Linked DNA regions of Sus scrofa: region 2 is linked to region 1. The links are chromatin contacts, called in public HiChIP or PLAC-seq maps. All regions are on one chromosome and are shown on one strand. The core of a region is the stretch at or near the end of the contact, and the rest is flanking DNA. Distances in the headings are between cores, read along the strand shown.

Region 1 (7,065 bases), core at 2,992-5,491:
GCAAAATATTTTCTGAAGAAGCTAGGGAAACTATGACTTATGGAAATCCAGTAGGACTGTGCACTCCATTATAACATTATCAGAAAAAGCAATAATATTAGCAACACTGAAACTCAGAGCAATAGCTAGATTATCAAGATCCATAAGAACAAGAGCAAAAATATCAATAAGAACAAAAACATCAGTCACATCAACAGACAGTATAAAGACAGAGTATGATAAGAGCATCTCAGAGTTTTTGTACTTGCTCTTTCAAGAAGACAGTAACATCAGGCTCAAGGATACTTGTTATCTCTGTCATGCTCTAAAGTGAGAAACCACATTCACCCTCAAGAGACATAGAATGGAGAATAAAGTGTAGCCCCATCAAAATCCAGTACGCCACTGGGGAGACACCATTCACTGTGAGGAAAACCATAATCCCAAGCAAGCATTGCTCCAAACAGTTGTATGAGGACAAATTCAAAAAATTTGGAGAAGTATTCTATTTCATATGGTCTATATGCCCACATTTACACCCTTTCCAGGCTTAACTGAGAAACACATCTAGGCCTGAGACATAAGAAATTCTCCTAATACAGAAAAGAGTTTAGGTTGTGGTGGGTGGCTCTGGCCTGAACAATTTCTAATTATGACACTTTATAACAAATAAAATGACATTTACTTGAATTGACTCTTAATTTTAAGACCTTAAAACTTAAGGGACAGAAGAATATAAGACTTCAAATTCTCCAAGACTCATGGCTCTCTGGCTGATGAGAGCTTTGTGATGCGACTTAAGGCTGAGCTGTGATTGGGTCTGGACTGTGGTAAGCTTGGAGGTTAAGGCTGCTCCAGGAGGAAGTTTAAACCCATAGCCACTCTAGGAAGATGTGGGGGCTGAGGCTGTCCCAATTTGTCAATGTTTCTCTTAGAGTGTGGTGATGATAATGGAAAACCTTCTGTTGTCTGACCAGGGCTAAATAGACAAAGACCGTCACCTTCCTCATTCTGGACACTGCATTTTTGTCATTGCAGTCAATGATGGCTTTAGTTTTTTGCCACCACCTTTCACAATTGACACATACTGAGCTCAATGTCCACTGGAATCCCAGTATATTATGTATGCTGCTTCTAAGCTATATCTCCTGAATTGTCCTTCTCCATGGATAGTGTCAGCAGCACATCAATTCATTCTTCTGTTTTTGTCTCCTCTTTCCCTAGCTTCCACGGAGATTACCCCCCTCAATCTCCTCTCTGTTATGACAACATAACAGTAACTTCATCCAAATCACAACATCATTGAATATTTTACTATTTTCCTATACCAAATTCCATTCCTGCTATTCTTTCTTAAGCTTTGGACTTGGATCACAACCTGGTTCTTTGATTGAGACTTGAGACACATCTGATTTCCATCACACCCGTAATGTGTCCAAATTCTTTTTTCAGGCTATTTGTGAAAGTCTAAGCTCATATGTTTCTTTTTGATTATGTTTGGGTAATTTTCCAAACAGAATCAAATTTGGCCTCTTCATGAGCAAGTAGAGATGGGGTTGGTTGGGAGATGTTCTCCTTGTGGGATTCATGATAAATATCCAAGATTCAACTCCTCCAGAGTTTATAATAATCAGCTCTTATATACCATTTCATTTAGTCACTATGAGTCTAGTGAGATAAACATTGTCACCTGTTTATTGATGACAAGATTTAGAGAGACTAAGAGTTGTATTTTAGAGTTACATGACTAGTTGTGAGTAGAGCTGAACACAGAAATTCTCTTGACTCCAAATGCAGGGCTTTTCTGCCTTTTCATTTTACTTTACCTAAAATTTGGTGGGACCTCCCACCTATGAAACTCCTGCCATAGCTATCCTCTTTCTGACTATTTCTGAGGACCTAACAGAAGGAATAAAATATACCAGTTGCAAAAATCACATGGTACCTTGTCCAGACCTGAAGTAGAAGAGAGAAGGAGCTAGCCTAATTACTTTGGTGTTGTGGCCAATGAGGTGACCTGGTCATAGTGGTGAGGAGAGAGATTTTGCCAGACTACTAATAAGGACTCTTTGCCAGGGACTCATGATGCCATGAGAAAGGCATCAGTGAACAGTGAACTAAAACAATTTTTTGCCTTTATGAGTTTTCTAGGGTTGCCATAACAAGTAGTACAGACTGGGTAGCTTAAAAAACAAAATTTTATTTTATTACAGTTCTGGAGGTTAGAACTTTAAGATTAAGGGGTCAGAAGATTTTATTTCTCCCCAGGACCCTTTCCTTGCTTACAGATGGCTACCTTGTCACTGATCCCTCACATGATTTTCCTACACATGAATACATCCCTGGTGTCTCTTTTTGTGTCCAATATTTTTCTTCTTACAAGCACACCAGTTATATTTGTTTAAAGTCCCTTATAATGGCCACATTTTAACTTAATAACTTCTTTAAATTTTCTATAGTCACATTCTGATATACTAGGGGTTCAACATATGAATTTTAGGAGGACATAACTCATAACACTATACTAAGTTCCTCAGAGCTTGAACTGAACCTAGTCCTCCTTTTAATTTTAAATAAATAAAGATCAGCTGCATAAAGGGGCATATAAATAAGATATTTTTGAGAAGAAGGATGTTCAGTGAGAGGTGTCAAGATATTGATTGCCATCTAATAGCTACATCTCTTCCCTTCAGCTTCCAATTCCTCCACCTCTAGAACTAGAATTTCAGGGTTTCTTGGCAACCCCTCATTTCCCTTCTGTTAGCAAAATCTTGTTTTTCTTGCAGAATTGTCTCTTTTTTTATTTTTGGCTGATATTTAATCCTTTGAGAAAGTTTGAGCTCTTGACATTCTATAAACAACTATACAAAATAAAAATTTGGTCTATATTTATATATCTTTGATCTAAAATTGGACAATTCTATCTTTAGGCAGTGGTAATCATAAATATGATGGACATAGATTTCAGACTTCCTAGCATAGCTTCATATCTAATAGTTGTTCCTATTGTTCCAATAACTAATTGCACATTTGTTAGACTCTTCAAATATGGATCCAGAAAATATACTTCTGGGAATTGCTAAATGAATTTTTCTACTACCTTCAATAACTTTTCCTTGTTTTGGGGGACAAATTCTAAACTCAGCATGATATTCTAGGTTCTCAGCTATATGGACCTGTACATCTATCCAGTTTCGTCTACTGCCACTTTTTTCAACATAAATTTTGCTCTCAAATCATACAGAATTCTAGTCACTCCAAATTACCTATTTCACACACATGCATATATATATATATACACATGATATTTTAGAATACTATTCTTGAATGACTATGATACCCTTCTTCCCACCCTTACCTGCAAACTGCCAGTTATCCTCTTATTTATCCTCAAGTCTCATTTAAAATTGTCTCTATGAAACTGCTCCTGCCCTCCTCAGAAAGTTGATCACTCTTGTTTTGCCGCTGTAGTTTATACATACTATATTACACATTATACATGCTATACTATAGCTTATACATATTGCATTACATATTATATTTGAATATATTATGGTAATGAGCACTTTGGCCAAATTGTAACAGTCTGTTTATTTGGCTATCTTCCCCACTAGACAGAAACCTGACTCAGAGTAATAACTCATGTGTTTGTTAAATTAGTTAATGAAAAATAGGCAAAGGACATTGCCAAGGATGTGTATCTTCCCTATCTCACTCTCCAACATGATCAACATGATTTTTGTGATTAAGATGGTGATATTGGACTGAAGTAGAGCTAGGTATAGGTAAAACTAGGCTCCTAACCTATTTACCGGTTATAGTATGTGATCTTATTTGAGCTGAATTACTGATGCTGGGCCCTAAGAAGACGAGTCCAAGTTGTAAAATTAAACTAAACTTCAAAAGGTATAAGTAGTTGAAGGGAAAGCAGGATGACTTGAAATACATGTTCCCAGACAGATAAGGGTCATTTTGAGAGATTAAGAGAATCTGGTTCCTCCTACCCCCATCACCTGAGGCCCCCATCCCAGGGTCCCTGAGAGACCAGACTATTGCCACAGTGGTGGAGAAATGCCAGCTTGGAAATTGCCACACATACGCTTTGAGGAGGTAATATGGGGGTGGGGGTAGGGTGGAGAAAGAATGGTACAGAGGCACTGATGCAAAAGCCAACTGTCATTCTTGAGCAACCAAGGTGGTATGGGCTAAAAGTCCGACTACTGTTTTTGGGACTTCCTTTTAACAATGACTCTGCAGTGAGTAACTGCTGGGGAGGCAGTTACAGAAGCCACCTCAGGCCAAGCCTGGGCTAGGGGTGGTGGTAGATAAGCCACCCACTCATAAGTTCCCACCCCATCCTACTTTCCTTCTTCACATCTATTATTACATCAGATCTGAAAGCAGCCCTGTATTGTAGGCAGAGCAAAGATTATGACCTTTGTTTTACACATGAGGATATTGAGGCCCAGAGAAGTAGACCATAAGGAAGCCTATTTCCCTACTCAACTGCTAAACTATACTTACCTAATTGTCCCTCCATGTCAAGACCTTGATCTCTGCTCTTGCTAGAGTCTCATGTCCATGTGACTCAATAGTTCTCTGGCCTTTCCATGCCTTCAACTTCTCAATTTCAGCCTAAGCATAATAGTTACCTCAATAATGTCAACTTCTCTCATCCTGACTTAAGTTGGGTCAGAGGCAGGAGTCATTTACTTACTAAATATTATTTAATGTCTTCTACCATGTGCCAGGTAATATGCTAAGCACTAGCAAATATATCAGTGAATAAAACACCATTCCTATTTATCTCAAAGAACTCACAGTCACAAATGCAGACTCCAGAACCAGGGAGGTGATCAGTAAAAAACAAGTAAATTGACCCCAAAATAAACTATTCCAAATGGTAGTAAGTACTAGGGAGGAAATTAATATGGTTTTGACTATGTGAGAGAAAAGAGGTAAGGAGAGCTACTTTACCTTGAGTTGGAAGGGAGGCCATTCCAGGAGAGGATATTTTAAGCTAAGACTTGAAGGATGAAAAAGAGTAAACCATGGATTGAAGAGAAGTTCCATGGTCCAGAGCTAAGAAAGAGCCAGAATTGTACATAATCCACCTAACTAGGGTTGATAGCCATCTGGAGGCAGTGTAGTATGCAGGAATGGCACTGGATGCACCCTTAGGAATCCCTTTACTATTAGAACCATTGCTGCTAAAAGTTTTTTTAAATGGTGCAGAGAAGAACTGGCATTTACTAAGTGGCTACTGTGTGCCAGGAACAAGCCAATCCCTTTCCCACATTTTTTAAAATTTTTTTTCAGTCCCAGCATTCTTATCTCCATAACAAGGAAGTGAAGATATTTGGTCCCTAAGGGCTTTTATAGCTCAGAGAGATTAACTAGTCCATGACCGCTATATTCCTGTTAGAAATCTAAAGCCTTGGAAGATGAAGCATTTTTGCCTCAGGTTGTCCAATGAATAAGTACATTATTCTTCAACTCCAGGCCTGATCAACTGGGGCAAGACTAAGACAGTCTCATCTCAACTAAAAATTAAGTGGACCCATCAGAATTTTGGCACTGCCCAGGAAGAAGATAGGCATAGGGAGACTCCATCTTGGAAGCAGAGGGAGGAAGTCATTTGTGAGCCCTTTGACAGTATGGTTTTGCCTTTAGATGCCAGCAAAGCTTTTCTTAGCAGCAGATATTTACAGGAAGAGCAGAAACTGCAGCACAGTGTTTTGGATAGATAAGCCTTATCTTGGTTGAGGCAGAGGCATTGTAAAGGGGTTAGATATAAAGTCCAAAATCTTTGTGCTTTCATGGGAGAAGACTTGGTGAAAGTTTCAAATTCATTTTCATTTGCTTTCTATAGACCTCTTTTCTTCTTCTCCTCCTCTTCTTCCTCCCCCTTCTTTTCTCTGCAAACCCAAAGTGCTGTACCAATTTATAACCTCAGGCTCAGGCTCAGGCTCAGGTTTACCTTAGTGCTAGTCTTAATATCTATCCATGCTTGAGAAAGAATAGAAGATAAAGGAGAGAAGGAGAGAAAAATGAGAGAGAAAAGAAGGAAGAGAAGATGAGAGAGGAATGTGTAGAAGAAAAAATGAAAAAAAAATGGGAGAGGAGTACAGGGGAAAGAAAGAGAGGGTAATTCTTCTCTTTTACTACTATGTTCACCAATCCTGCCTCACTATGAAACCAACTTCACTGGGTTCTAAGGCTTATCCCATTGATAACAGTGCAACAATTTGGTTACTAAACTTCTCAAACAAATAATCTCAAGGGAAACGAAGTTCATCTGCAAATACCCTGAATCTTTCATAGTCCTTTTTTATTTATTTATTTATTTATTTTTTTGCTTTTTAGGGCCAAACATGAGTTATATGGAAGTCCCCAGGCTAGGTGTCAAATTGGAGCTACAGCTGCTGGCCTACACCACAGCCACAGCAATTCCAGATCCGAGCTTGGTCTTTGACCTACACCACAACTTATACAGCAATTCCAGATCCTTTAACCCACTGAGGGGGTCAAGGAACAAACCCATGTCCTCTTGGATACTAGTTAGGTTCTGTTCCACTGAACCACAATGGGAACTCCTTCCAAAGTCTTTTGAGCCCACTCCAATTTCTAACAGGGGAGAGGGCATAGCTCTTTGTACATAGGAGTAGGGACAAGTGAGAGCCCTCTACCCAAAGCAAAAAATCCCTCTGAGATTTTGTCCTATAAAATTGGCATATTAGGAGTTCCCATCGTGGCACAGTGGTTAACGAATCTGACTAGGAACCATGAGGTTGAGGGTTCAGTCCCTGCCCTTGCTCAGTGGGTTAAGGATCCAGCGTTGCCGTGAGCTGTGGTGTAGGTTGCAAACGCGGCTCGGATCCCGCGTTGCTGTGGCTCTGGCGTAGGCCGGTGGCTACAGCTCCGATTCGACCCCTAGCCTGGGAACCTCCATATGCTGCGGGAGCGGCCCTAGAAATGGCTTATTATAAATTAGCTCTCACTAATCAAAGTAGGAAAGAAGAGAGACTCTCAGAAATCATAAATCTAATTAAGGTGGAATCTCAAGAGGTCTGATTGGATGTTAAA
Region 2 (7,065 bases), core at 2,086-4,585, 310 kb before region 1:
AGAGCTATGGGGTGTTGATTTGATGGCCACCCAGGTGGCAACCTGTCATGGTCGAATTGCCCCTGTGTTCTGAGTGCTAGATGTTGAAAGGTAGTTGAAGTATATGGAATACTCCATGGATGTATAAGGCTTAGACAATGTATTAGAATCACCCCAGATAGGAGTTCCTGCCATGGTGCAGAGGAAACGAATCCAGCTAGGAACCATGAGGTTACGGGTTCAATCCCTGGCCTCGCTCATTGGGTTAAGGATCCAGCATTGCCATGAGCTGTAGGTCACAGATGTGGCTTGGATCCTGTGTTGCGTTGCTGTGGCTGTGGCATAGGCTGGCGGCTGTAGCTCCGATTAGACCCCTAGCCTAGGAACATCCACATGCCATGGGTGTGGCCCTAAAAACAGACAAAAGACAAAAAAAAAAAAAAAAAGAATCACCCCAGACCCAGAATCAGCACCTCTCTGGGGGTGGAGGGACAACTCCAGGGAATGATGTCATATTGTGCTCTGGGCCTGAGGAGGAGGGAAGATGGAAGAGGAAATTGTAGTCTGATTCCTTGGTTTGAGGAAGGGTGTCTTGCTCTATTCCTAGGAGTTTCAAACCAACTAGGAAATCAGTTTTTGAGATCATTTCATTTAAATGTCATTTGGCTGTGTAACTTCTACCTGTATAACTTCTATCCCCAGCCCACAAAATAGTCCTAAGCTTCTGTCACTACTAAATGCTCTTCATTTTCTATCTTATTATTATCCTTTCTGTCCCTCAACCAACTTTCTAAGAACCTCTTCCCTTCCTCAGACTGTCAGCAATCAGCTCACTCAGGATTCCAACTTTGGACAAATTCCTGGAACTTGAAACTCACATGAGAGAGGAATGAAGAAAGATTTATTTATCCCAGGATTTCTGCCTGATTTATTTGCCCCTAATTTCATTCTGGGACCAGGCAAGGGGCAGGCCTCATTTTCCTGGCAGCCCAACTCCACTGCATCTTTCCTTCTACCCAGGCATCCATCCAGCTGAGGGTCAAGGACGACAACTCATTGGAGGGACAAAGCAGGTGGCCCTGGCCTAGGTTCAGCCCTAGGGACTTTCTTCTTTCTAAAACTTCCAAGAATCTCCATCTGTCAGTTCTTGGCAGATGACTTGTCCCCCTTTCCCTTTTCTACCTAAAACTAAACCTCCCTTTCTTCTGACATACAATGTAAAATACTCCTGCTGGAGTTGGACCAAGAAATCTTTGGGAAGTTATCTAGGGTATATTTCTGTGTCCAAAAGGTAAATCCCCAGCTTCTTAACCTCCAAAGTAGATTGTTTAAGTCCCCTATTGAAAGAATCTGGGACTACTTTCTTATACCATATAAAAAATTAACTCAAAATGAATTAAATACTTAAATGTAAGGCCTGAAATCATAAAATTCCTAGAATGAAATATAGGCACTTTGATTTTGGTCTTAGCAATATTTTTTTACATATGTCTCCTCAGGTAGAGGAAACAAAAGCAAAAATAAACAAATGGGACTGCATCAAACTACAACACTTTTGCAAAGTGAAGGTAACAAAACAAAAAAGCAGCCTACTAAAAGGGAGAAGATATTTGCAAACAACGTATCTGAAAGCAGGTTATTATCCAAAATATGCAAAAAAACTCATATAACTCAACATCAAAAAAAAAAAAAAAGAAAAAACCTGATTAAAAAGCAGACAGAAGGCTTGAATAGATATTTTCCCAAAAATGCTTACAGATGGTCAACACACACATGAAAAGATGTTCAACATTACTAATCATCAGGAAAATGCAAGTCAAAATCACAGTGAGATACTACCTCACACCTGTCAGAATGGCTATTATCAAGAAGACAAAAAATAACAAGTGTTGGTTAGGATGTAGAGAAAAGAGAGCCCTTGTGCACTGTTGGAGGGATTGTAAACTGGTGCAGCCACTGTGGGAAACACTATGGAAGTTCCATTATAAAATAAAAATAGAACTACATCATAATCCACTATTTACATTTCTGGGTATTTACTATCTAATTCTGAAAGCTATATGCATTCCTATGTTCAAAGAAGCATTATTTATAATAGCCAAGATGTGGAAGCACCCTAAGTGTCCATCAATAGATAAAAGCTTAAAGATGTAGGATGTGTGTGTATGTGTAATGAAATATTAGCCATTAAAAAAAAAACCTTGCAATTTGTGACAATAGGGATATACCTTGAGGGTATTATGCTAAGTGAAATAATTTGGACAGAGAAAGATAAATGCTATAAGATTTCACTTATAGGTGGAATCTCAAATACAAAACAAATGAACAAATGTAACAAACAAGAAGGAGGTTCATAGGGACAGAAAGTAAATCAGAGTGGTGGGGAGTGGGAGATGAATGAAATAGGTGGGGGTGATTAAGAAGACAAATTTCCAGTTATAAAATACATAGATCATGATTAGGCATATGGTCATAAATATTGTAACAACTTTGCATGCTGACACATGGTAACTAGAATTATTGTGGTGATCATTTTGTAAAGTGTAAACGTACCATATCACTATGTTGTACACCCGAAAGTAATATAATATTGTAAGTCAATTGCACTTTAATGAAAAAAGAAAGAAAGAAAGGGAGGAAGGAAGGAAGAAAGAATGTATGAATGAATGAATGAATCTGGGAACGTCCACCTCTGATCTCTGACCACCAGCCTAGAGCCCTGGGTCTTCAAATCTGCATATTCTGGAATTCTGGATAGGGAGGCCTGTGCCAGGATGTGAAGCCAGTCCTTAGTAGGCCAGATGTGGCAAAGAAACCTTTGGCAAATAGCCATCCCAGCAGCACAGGTCCAGGGAAGAATTTTCAGAGCTGGTTCAGAGAAGGAAGGTCTAAATGCCCTTTTCTAGTCCCTCTAGGAAGCCAGACTCTCTGGCTCCCAATCTGCCTGCCTCCTGTTACCACTTCCCCATCTATCCTGGTAATGATGTAGAATAACATTTGAGTCTTGTTACTTGCCTGCAGAATGTGGGGCTATATGGATATCCTGTGGATTATCTCTGGAAGATAACCTCCCTGTCCCCTCATCCTTCAGGGAAGAATGGAAGAGCTGGATATGGCTGGGAATTCCACTTTCTAGGAACAAGGCTGGTAGAGGAAGCTAAGCCTCTCTACCACTGTGTGGCACTATTTACCCACTTTTCCATGCAAAACTAACAGCAGCTGTGTTGTAAAGCAAACTGGATTTAAAATTCCGAAAATTTTCAGGGATTTTCTTCTGACTCGGTTACTAATACCACAAAGATGCTTGGGCAAATCTCTTGCCTTCTGTGAATCTCAGTTCCTCATTTTGTGAACTGGGAAGCAGACGGGAGCAGTCCCTAAAATCTCTTCCAGCTTCATTATTCAGCAAGTATATGAGTATACTCCAACAGTCATACAAGTGATGCAATTTTGGGCCTTTGGGCCACTAAGGATGAGTATAGCAAAAAGCACAAGGGCCAAAATATGTGTGTGGAGTTGAGGTCAAGGAGGACAGGGGTCATGGAAGCAGGAGGACTTTGCAACACATGGACAAAGTTTTCTCCTGAGCCTTCCATGGTACAAGGGAAAAGATGAGAAAGCCATTCATTTGCAAGTAAACACTGACTGACCACAAATTTGGTGCTGGGCACTATATGATGGAGATAAGGCTATAGTGATGAGTGGTAGTGGAGTGGGTGGTAGGTGGGACAGCAAGGTGAATAAATCCCAAAAGTATTTACCAGCCAGTGGGGAAGTAGATGAGTAAACAATCAATCAGCACACAAGGAAGGATGGAATCCACACACAAAATGGAATTATTAATGGCTGGGAAGAGGGAAAGGAATGAGGAATAAATTTTGACAGGATGGTAAGGAAGATCTGACAGAGAAGGAACAATTTTAGTTGGGCTTTGAAAGATGAATAGATGTGATGGTGATGGCAGTGGTAATATATGTGTAGTTTGGGAAAGGGAGCGCAGGGCTGGGGGAGGAAAGGCAGGCATTCTTGGCAGAAGGAATGGCTTAGGGAAAGATAGTATGATGGGTTCATTTATGCAATTTGGATATAGTAATCTCAGGTGACAAGAGGAAAGGAGTTTGCATAAATGGTTTGGGGCCCATTTCTGGGTTTACAGAGCCCTTTTGTATGCCCAGCTGTATAGAGTGTAGAGGACAAATTCCCAAGATATGGATATGATACTAGTTCTCTAGCTTGGGGAAGGCAAGACCCACTCATTCACACATATAGAAGTTTACCAAAGAACAGTTAGGTGAATGGATCAAGAAGGCCTGACTAGATCAAAGGAAGGTGTACCTGGGAGGGCACACTGAAGGAGCATGGTCTTCCTGTAGAGAGTGTTCACCCTCCTACTTTCCCCTGCAACACAGATGGTAGAGGTTTTAAAGATCTAACCTATGAGGAACAGGAAGAAGCCCTGTCTCAAGAATGGGACAACCATTCTATGAGAACTGGCTAACGGTTCTTGCTATAGCTGCATTGATAGGGCTAGTTATCAGTTTGTTTCCAGTTAAATCTCATTAATCAGGAGCAAATAGCAAAAGGGTTGAGGATCTGGCATCAGTCCAGTTAAGGTGACAAAGCCCATAAGATTTAGGTCTTATGGAAAGTTCCGTTCTCTGAGAAATGAGAGATCTGGAAACCATGACAGTTTTGTTTTCTCAGTTACTGATGACTGCCCACTCTGGGCCAGACACATGGCTGGAGGGGGAATGCTGGTGGGGGTGGTTGTAAAGAAATATCAGATATGGCTTAGCCCTTGGGGGATTCACAGTTTAGATTGATACAGTAGGTATAATAAGGGCCTTCCAAAGATTTCCATATACTAATCCCTGGAACCTGTGAATATGTTATATTACATGGCAAAGGAAAATTAACATTGCAGATGAAATTAAGATTGCTAATCAGATGATCATAAAATAGAAAGATTTTCCTGGATTATCCACATGGGCCCAATGCCATCAGAGTCTTTAAAGTGGAGGAGAGGCAGAAAAAGATCAGAATGATGAGGTTTGAGAAGGACTCCACTTGCTATCTTTGAAGACAGAGGAAAGGGGCTAAGAGCCAAAGAATATAAGTGGCCTCTAGAAACTAGAAAAGTAAAGGAAACTGATTCCCCATTAGAACCTCCACAAAAGAATGGAGTCGTGCCAACACTTTGATTTTAGTTCAGTGAGTCTGGTGTCAGACCTCTGACCTACAGAACTGAAAGATAATACATTTATGTTGTTTTAAACTACTAAGTGTGTAGCAATCTATTTATAGCAGCAATTAGAAAACTAATGCCGAGTTCCGGTTGTGGCACAGTGGTTAACGAATCCGACTAGGAACCATGAGGTTGTGGGTTCCATCCCTGGCCTTGTTTAGTGGATTGAGGATCTGGTGTTGCCCTGAGATGTGCTGTAGGTTGCAGATGAGGCTCAGATCCTGCGTTGCTGTGGCTCTGGTGTAGGCCGGTTGCTATGGCTCTGATTAGACCCCTAGCCTAGGAATCTCCATGTGCCGCTGGAGCGGCCCTAGAAAAGGCAAAAAGAAAACTAATGCAATGAGGTGATAGACATATACATAATTATGTTTTAGTATGAAATATGATCTAGAAACCCCCCCCAATGTAGGTTGCAAAGTGCAGAGGACAGGACTTTGTCTTGGGGAGAAGGATTCAGAGAAGATTCCCCCAAAGAGGAGGCACTGGAGATGGCTATAAAAGAATAAGTAGTCTAATTGATAGATATCTGAAGGGGATGGGACAGCTGTTAAGAGACTGGCTGGTTTAGGGAATCAAAAAGCAAATGGGTACTATATCCAGTCACTTGTGATGGAACATGATGGAGGATAATGTGAGAAAAAGAATATATATACATATATATGTATGTATGTGTGTGTGTGTGTGTGTGTGTGTGTGTGTGTGTGTGTGTGTGTATGACTGGGTCACTTTGCTGTACAGTAGAAATTGACAGAACACTGTAAATCAACTATAATGGAAAAAATAAAAATCATATAAACTTTAAAAAAAAATAAATGGGTTAGTGTGGATGAGGGGCAGGACATGTGAGGGGAAAGGGGCAGGGATCAAGTGAGAGAGGAAGCTGCTGCTGCTACCCTCCTCACTTGGAAAGCGCCCAAGTTATTTTCTGCCCTCTTTTCCTGAGGTAAGAATACAACCTTGTAGAGCTAAGTCCTGCCTCAGCTGTGTTTGTCACCACCACCCTCTCCTCCCTCCAGTCTCAACATGAAGTCCACTGAAGAGACCCACTCTCACAGCAGTCCCACAGCAAGGCAGTGACCAAGAGGGAGAAGAAGAGCCATGTCTTGAAACTCTCAATCCAACAAAGCCCTGGCTCTGAGGGATAGACTGAAAATGAAGAGTTGGGTAGGGTGTTGGATTGTGGTAATAATCTTTATTCCTCTTAGGAATTTCTGGTCTGGTGATGGGAGAGAGGCACGGGGGCTGGGCCAAGCAGTGGCACTGGGGGCTACCTTGGAATATATGATCATCTGGGTGCTCCATTGGCAAACTCTCATGGGCAGCAAGATAGGAGACTGGCCTGATTCCCAACGACGAGTTCTGGAGACAGAGGTTGTAGGAGAGGAGAAGGAGATGTGGCTTGTCCCAAGAGGCTGGAACCTCTGTCAGTCTGTCATAGGCCACAAACAAGCAGGCTTCTCCCTGAGGTAGCTTGTTTCCTTGCTCCTCCCCTTTTCCCATTCCTACCCTCAACATGGGCACCAGGGCATCTGCAGAAAAGGAAAGAAAAATGAGTGTGCAGAAACAGCTGGATATATCCAGGAGCATATCTAGCCTTCCAGGCTGTCTTCTAGCCCCCACTTGTCCCTCTCCTGATATGCCATTCTCCTTTGCATGCTTCTGATAAGAGGACTATAATGGAGCTGGGGGAGGGGGAGATGGGGAGAAAGTTGTTCAAAATATTAGAGCAGGGCTGGTTTGCTTGGGGTGGGGGAAAAGAGCTATTTGAAATATTAACTCCTTTTGTGAGGTGGCCTCTTGGCTGGAGCCTGACCACCTAACTTCCTGTTTTTCCTCTAGCT

Evidence for each region. HiChIP or PLAC-seq counts read pairs in DNA pulled down with a chosen protein or histone mark.
Region 2: a contact with region 1 is called in an H3K27ac HiChIP or PLAC-seq map of alveolar macrophages. The contact joins two enhancer-like sites. A contact is called at or near these places in 1 of 47 Hi-C or Micro-C datasets (alveolar macrophages) and 1 of 2 datasets of contacts at active chromatin or transcription factors (alveolar macrophages).

The regions. Positions count from the first base shown.
Region 1 is chrX:52,149,775-52,156,839 of Sscrofa11.1, forward strand. No RefSeq gene overlaps it. Among named protein-coding and RNA genes, the nearest start is that of VSIG4, 45 kb to the right of the region's middle. Within about 2 kb of position 4,242, at least 2 of the 83 cell types and tissues checked have an H3K27ac peak or open chromatin away from gene starts, as enhancers often do. A contact at or near this core is called in alveolar macrophages, where this site is marked.
Region 2 is chrX:51,836,921-51,843,985 of Sscrofa11.1, forward strand. No RefSeq gene overlaps it. Among named protein-coding and RNA genes, the nearest start is that of MSN, 63 kb to the right of the region's middle. Within about 2 kb of position 3,336, at least 2 of the 83 cell types and tissues checked have an H3K27ac peak or open chromatin away from gene starts, as enhancers often do. A contact at or near this core is called in alveolar macrophages, where this site is marked.